Regions from separate parts of the Sus scrofa genome. Here region 2 is linked to region 1. The links are chromatin contacts, called in public HiChIP or PLAC-seq maps. All regions are on one chromosome and are shown on one strand. Each heading gives the region's core, a stretch centred on a gene start, on an enhancer-like site or on the middle of the called end of the contact. The rest is flanking DNA. Distances are from core to core; before and after follow the strand shown.

Region 1 (3,613 bases), core at 625-3,124:
TACCATCATTAAGAGACCCGGAAAACCTGCTATTTCATCTGGAGAGTGATATTACATGATTGATGGGCCCAGATCATTTCCCAAGATATGCATCCATATTGACACCTATGCAACATGCACAAAATATTATTTAGTAGCCACTGCGCTGAATGTGATAAGCTAAATTGGTACAGTTCTTCCTGCTTAGGGAAGACCAAAGGAGATAAACAAATGTTAATGATATGCTGTTGACATTTTGTTCAATCATTGTGTTGTTGTTGTTGTTTTTCACTTTGGAGAAAAGCAGGCGTTGCTTGTCTACAGTAAGATAGGAAAGGGAAAGAGGAATCGCTATATCCATCCAAATTATTTGAAGGAAGTTCATGTAAGAAAAGTAAAAGAGGAACCTTGGTGATTCAGAAACTGCTGGAGTCTAGAGAAGGAGCTGAGTCGGGGCAGTGCTTGGAGGCCTGAGCGAGGTGTCATCTCTGCAGAAACCAAGCATATTCGTCTGCATGGGGGCCGCTTTGGGGAATAGTCATAAGGTGCCATTTACTGGGAGTTCACCAACTGCCAGGTGTTGCCCTGAGCTCTTTACGTTCATGCTTTCCTGTAATTCCGCTAACAACCCACGAAGGTAGGTAGTTTCTATCATCACACCGTTTTACTTCCCATAAAAAAGAACAGGTTTAGATTTATGGCAGTGCAGCCACAGGCGTGCCTGACTTCTGAGCGTGCGGCTGCTCAGCCTGTGCATGTCAGCCTCGGCCTTGGATGTGGTTCTTCAGACACCCACCTTCATCACTTAGGAAGGCAACCTTGCTACGAAAAGCCAGAAAGTACAGGCCAGGAATAGATCGAAATGAAAGAAAAAGCCCGTGTGGGGAGAGTGGGTCCACCAGGGTGACAGCATGTCACCAGCATTGTCACTGGGGAGTTCTGACAATAGTTGACCAGCCTCTGGCCAACAGAGTTACCTTCCAGCCCCGCCAGTGAGCTTGCAGGCTAATTTCCATCAGGTGCCTGAAATGCAATGGTATCGGCTGGGAAGGGCCCCATCTAGGGTAAAGCTGGAGATGACCGAGGGCACAGAGTTTCAAGAGGTGCTTGCTCACTACGTCCCCCATCTGCGAGAGTGGCACCCCGACACTAGGGACCCTCCATGTCTGGTGCCTCATCCTAGTCCTTGCCCCATGGCTGGAAAGGGGTGACCCTTAAATTTTCATGGCCGACCCTAGTATGAATATGCATTTTGTTTCATACTTATTTCAATGAGAGGAGAGAGACTCCTATATGAAAAATGCCTTCAATAACCAAAGGATAATAAGTAATGTCAAAGTAAGAGATGACCTATTTTACACAAAATGATTTGTTTCTCCATATATGCAAGATATGAACGTGAGTTATTCATTTATTTAGGGAAGGCGTAAAGCAACAGAAAATATTAACGACTAAAAAGTGCCTCCCTCCCCCTGTGCACGTGCAATTCGGTAGCATAGATGCCTCAGTCCTTTTTCTGCTTCTTGAGGAAAATTGGTGCTGGCTTTGGGGACTGGCTTGGCAGGCCCGGGATGAGACAGGCAAGGACCCAGACACAGCAAAAGCCAGCAGAAAAGAAACTAATGGAAAAGTGTATTTCCGGAGGCACACGATAAAGGAACCTTTAAAATCTCCTAAGTGTAGTAACATCTAACACATGGTCCTTTCTTAGAAAGGAGGTGAGCACAGTTCCTCTTATTTTTTTGGCTTGGTTATAATGAAGTTTCTGAACAGTCCATCAAAACAAAAACATCAAGTCTATTTTAGGCATCCCTTTCCGCATGGCATTTGTTATACCTTTCTGGTGTGCCAGCCTAAGTCTGTAACAACGCAATAGAGCTGTCTCTGCCTGGAGGAACCTCAGGCTAGTTATATATAAATAGAAGAAGAAAGATGGGCTTGAGCCAGATGATGTGGCCTCCTTTCCTTTGACAAGCAGACAGGAGGCTGTGCAGCAGCAACACAACCAAATCCTGAAAAGGCTTTTGAAACACTTAGTTCTAATAAACCCTTAGGCCATGTTCACATTTGGGGTTGAAAACATACCCTCTCCTCACACATCCTTCTGAGTCTCGTTTCCGAAATTGACCCAAGAACCAGGCCAGCATAGAACGTGCCGTGAATTTCTTTTATATACATGAGAAGCACTGCTGCGTTCAGTAGAGTGGATGAAGCTTTGGACTGAGACACTCTGCTAAACCGAGTTGCATCCCGGCCAGCCCCGTGTCCTTAGGCAAGGTGGAATTCTAGACACAGATGTAAATTGTAAAGAGTCTCGCTTGACCCTTCTTAGTTTTCTCTTTGGTCTTGTGGGGTTGTCTTGCTGTGAAGCAATAGATTCAGAGGAAAAATAGAGCAACCTAGAATTTACCCTGTATGGCATTCAAGGCAGCAGTGTAATTTGTGTGAAATCGATTTTAGTTTTATTCAAGCCAGAAAAAGAAGTGTACTTGCCTGGTGTTCCTTCTCCCCACTGACCGCCCCCTCCCCACCAAGTCGCATTGCCTGCTTCACGTTTTTTTCCTGACCTCTAAAAAATTGGATTGCCCTTGAGTTTAGTCTCAACTTCTCTTCAACCTGTTTGGTTGGTCTCCTGGCTTTAAATAAGCAAATGACTTCCAAACGCTCATCTCCACTCCTCAGTGAATCCCCTGAACTCAGACTTCACACATCCCGAAGGGGTGTTTAGAGCAAGCACCTCAGACCAAGGAGACCTTGCTTCCTCCTCACTTCTTTCCCTGCCCAGCAGGAGGAGTGACTGTCACGGCAGCTCATCCTCCAAGTGCCTGCTCACCTGTCACCTCTTCAGAGAGGCCCCCTCTGTCCCTTCTAGACTTCTCCCCCCTTCTTGATCTGCTCCCCAAGACTAGGGTTCCTCCTCATCTTCTGTTTACTGCTGTGATCTCAGTGCCTCAGAGGATGCCCGACTCATAATGAGAGCTTAATGAGTGTTTATTGAATGCAAGACAAAATGAGTAAGTAAAGGAATGAGAAGGAAGGAAGGAAGCAATTTAACAAAGAATTCACTGAAGACTAAAAGTGTAGGATAAAAAGAATTGGTTAACTTCTGGGGATGCTGTTCCTTAAATTGGTTTTTTGATCTAATCTATACCTTTATGATTTTTCTTATTCTTCTTTCTTTTTGGTTGCGCCTGCCGCTGTGGAAGGGATCAAACAACGCCGGATCTTTAACCTGCTGCGCCACCAGGGCACTTGCCTTATGAGTTTTTTTTAAGTGAATTTGGCCTTCCTGGAGGACTAGAGTAGTTTTAGGGATCTCAAAGAAAAAATGTTCACATTTAAGCAGTTTGGGGGTCTAATAGTTGTGTTATTGATTATTTACAAAGATTAAGTCCAGAGACTTTAAATGCAAAACTCTGTGACTATTAAATGCTTAAATAGACTTTCAAAGTGCAACAGAATATTAATTATTGCTTCCCAGTCATCGAAATCTGTGTGGAAGTCCCCATCCTTTTTACCCTGTTAACGATGAAAATGATGGATAGAAACGGGGCTGCTGCTTTCAGGCCCGCAGTGTCTGGCTGGATGGATGCATTACAAGGAAGCCTCTTTGGAGCTGACTTCTGAGCATTAA
Region 2 (3,613 bases), core at 445-2,944, 210 kb before region 1:
AGTCATTATGCCACCAGCTCTGTTCTTTTCCATTTCAGTTCTTTCCTGGGTCAAAGTGACACCTTGCTCATCAATCTGTCAGTAGAGATCAGCTCAAAAATGGTTAATAAAAAAGATTTTAGGGAGTTCCTGCTGGGGCACAAAGGGACAAGCCATATCTTGGGAGCGCTGGGATGCAGGTTCAAACCCAGGCCCAGCACCGTGGGTTAAGGATCCAGCATTGCTGCAGCTGTGGCTTAGGTCTTAACTGTGGCTCAGATCTGATCCCTGGCCCCAGAAACTCCATATATCATGGGGCAGCCAAAAAGAAAATTTAAATAAAATAAAATAATAAAATAAAATAATGACTTTAGGAGACGTTGTCATTCTGCAATAGTGCTTCTTTCGTCTCTCTTCTCCTTTATTCATTCTTCTGTCTCCCTCCTAAAAGGGAGTGACCTGACCTCCAGCCAACCTCACACTTGACCTTCAGGCATGACCCACGTGGGAGGCTGGGTGTAACGGTGAGAATGCGTTAGGATTATCTTCCTATCAGAAGGACCACATGCTGCTATGTTATCATTTATTTTAGGGGACACAAACACCCCCAAATTATTTAGCCATCAGGAGGCCCTGCAGAACTTCCGTCAGGACAGTCTCCCGGGACATTGACATGTGACAATGAGAGAGCCGGCTTGTCCCATATGTCATTCTTTCCCGTAGAAAGACAGAATTAAATCAGAGAAAGATCATTCAAAGTTGCTCAGCTCACGAATTCCTGTGTCTGAAATGAGGAGCATTTTGGTGCCTTGGTGTCTTGTTCTCCCCTGAACCAGCATCTCCCTGAGAAAGAGGCACACACGCATTGGCCCACAGTCTGGGGCAAACATTCTCCTAACACAGAGTCCATCACCGCTTGGCCTGAGGCTTGCAGGGCACGTTAGTTGCCTGGGTTAAGCGTAGGGTACATTCAAATCCTCACTGTTTTCATGGAATAATCGCTAATGAATATAATCGTGTCCCGATGTAATTTGTTTCATTTGCAAGTTGGCAGGAACAAAGAAGGCAGCTTTCTTTAGAAATGATTCGACCTTGGCTGTGAGGGTGAGGTCATTGTTTTACAATTAAGTCATTCCCCCCCTACAGTTACAATAATAGTGATGGATCCCAGAATCCTGTAGCTGGCTCTTTGGCAAAAGAATGAGATCAAATTTTCAGAGTTTGGGCTGCCTTCCCTGAGTTGAAGGAATAGTTTCCCACACCCGAGGCTGCTGGTGGGGAACGGCCCCCTCATACCACAGGCATGACTCTGTGTCAGGCCTCCGCGGCCAGGCCAGCTCAGGGTGCTCTCCAACTTGGGGCGGAAGCCTTTCCAACAGGATTAAGTGAAAGGCATTTTTAATTTCAGTCCCACGTGGGATTTGTGTCACCTGATCTACGTGAAGAGGGAGAAGAGATCTTCTTCAGAGGAAGAGAAAAAGCGTTAGCCAATGATTTTGTGCTTCCCATCAAAGAAAAAATAGCTTCTTTTTTTCACCGGGGTCAAGAGACGTTATCAGCTTCAGATGTCTAGCCATGGGACTGAATTTCCCATATCATTATTTTTGCCTGCAGAGTCATCCTCTTTTTTTTTAAGTAATGTTTTTATCTCTCTTCCTCTCTCACAAACAAAATATGTCATGGTCTCCACAGACCTATTTTTGGCAAACTCTAGAAAAAAAATCTGTAAAATACTTTCAGCCCATCATAGGGGAAAAATATCCACTGGAACTAACACCATAGATAATCAGTGAAATTCCGCGGCCCCATTAAAGATTGCTTCTATCTGTCGTTGGACTTATGATGAAAAAAACATTTGGAAGAGTCTGGAAGTGGGAATTGAGACTTGTGTCCTCATTCTGGCCACGTTGTTAACTAGTTGTCAGACTTCAGCTACAAGTCTTTGAATGTAGCTGAAGAGGTGATTAAATCCACACGATGACCCCTAACTGTCCAAATGCTTCTGAGTGCACGCGAGCGCACACACATACATAAAGTGCTAAAGTCACACATTGTGCCATTACACCTCCAGAATCTTCCTAAAAGACGAGCTCTGAGATGAAAACTGCTAAGCAAATGGCATCTCCTCCTGCTTTTAAAACTTGAGATTTATGGACACCTTGAACTGTATCTAAGACAGTCATCGGAATATGCCTGTTGTAAAGTCTCAGGATGCATATTTATATTCTCTTATAAATGTTTAAGCAGAGAAATTTGTTTTGGAGGGTATGAGTAAGGTTCTTGCTTTTATCATGGTGATGGTTTCACAGGTCTGTGTGTATGGCCAAATCCATCACACTGCGTATCGTAGATTTGTCCAGGTTGTTTGGTTTATCACTTATACCTCAATAAAGCACATACACATGCGAGTCCAAATGAAGTTAATTGTGGTATAAAGGTTGAAGTAGTGGTTCATTCCTCCCTTTCTTCAAATCGCTAGTCAGTGGTTCTGATGCAATTTGTTGACATGTCCGTCCTTCTGCATAGATTGAATGGCAGCATTAGATCGTGAACATTTCTATTTGTGTTTTATTAATTTCCAGAGACTCTATTCTGTTGTCTGTATTTTTTTTTTTTTTTTTGTCTTTTTACGGCCACACCTGTGGCACATGGAGGTTCCCAGGCTAGGGATCTAATCGGAGCTGTTGCTGCCAGCCTACACCAGAGCCACAGCAACGCGGGATCCGAGCCGCATCTGTGACCTACACCACAGCTCACAGCAATGCTGGATCCTTAACCCACTGAGTGAGGGCAGGGATCGAACCCGCAACCTCATGGTTCCTAGTCGGATTTGTTTCCACGACAGAACTCCTGTTGTCTATATTTACTTGATCATTCTTAGACAGACAATCTTGAACACCAGCTGGCTATCAGAGAAGGAATAAGCTGCAATATCGTACAGCTTCCCAAAGCAGTAAAGCTTCATGGTGCAGAGTGTAGGTTCTAGAGTCACAGGATCAGAGTTCAAGTGCCCCCCACCACCACTTGTTAGCTCTGTGACCTTGGGCAGTTGGCTTTACTTCTTCAAGCCTCCACCTTCTCATTTGTATATGGCATTATTTGCAGTATCTACCTTATAGGATTGTTGTAAGGACTCAAGGAGATAACACATTTATATTAATCAGCCCAGTAATTGACATTAAAAGCATTCAATAGATGTTGGGTATTATTTTTATGAAATGAGAGTTGGGTCAAAAATGACTATCATTAGAACCACATCTGTGGGTTATTCCATCATATGTTACTTATGACTTAAACTTTCATAGAGTTAATAAAACAATCAAGAGTGGCTTTTGTTAATTTCTTGGTCCCTTAGTTGTTTCTAAATATGGAATGTAGTTCTATTCAGGATTAACTATAGTCATCTAGGCTTTTACTATGTATGGTGAGGCCTTGGTTAGTAGTGACAAGTGATAGTTGGAAACTTTTCTTCATGGATTTATTTTTAAATAAGAGTGGGGAAGGGTACATTTTATCCGTTTATCCACTAAATCACCTTCATTATAGAAAACATGCTTATTTAATTCCATTAGACAACCACCCTGAACTTTTTTGTGTGATATTTACTGCCAGTATTTTTTCAGTGCATAGTTAT

What was found. HiChIP or PLAC-seq counts read pairs in DNA pulled down with a chosen protein or histone mark.
Region 2: a contact with region 1 is called in an H3K27ac HiChIP or PLAC-seq map of skeletal muscle, with 2.8 times the contacts expected there. The contact joins two enhancer-like sites. A contact is called at or near these places in 7 of 47 Hi-C or Micro-C datasets (embryonic fibroblasts, heart right ventricle, liver and 3 more) and 1 of 2 datasets of contacts at active chromatin or transcription factors (skeletal muscle).

The regions. Positions count from the first base shown.
Region 1 is chr1:17,393,727-17,397,339 of Sscrofa11.1, reverse strand. The region is part of intron 4 of SASH1 (SAM and SH3 domain-containing protein 1); the gene reads left to right. Among named protein-coding and RNA genes, the nearest start is that of UST, 260 kb to the right of the region's middle. Within about 2 kb of position 1,874, at least 6 of the 83 cell types and tissues checked have an H3K27ac peak or open chromatin away from gene starts, as enhancers often do. A contact at or near this core is called in retroperitoneal adipose tissue and skeletal muscle, where this site is marked.
Region 2 is chr1:17,606,157-17,609,769 of Sscrofa11.1, reverse strand. All of the region lies in intron 1 of SASH1 (SAM and SH3 domain-containing protein 1), which reads left to right. Among named protein-coding and RNA genes, the nearest start is that of SASH1, 55 kb to the left of the region's middle. Within about 2 kb of position 1,694, at least 25 of the 83 cell types and tissues checked have an H3K27ac peak or open chromatin away from gene starts, as enhancers often do. A contact at or near this core is called in retroperitoneal adipose tissue and skeletal muscle, where this site is marked.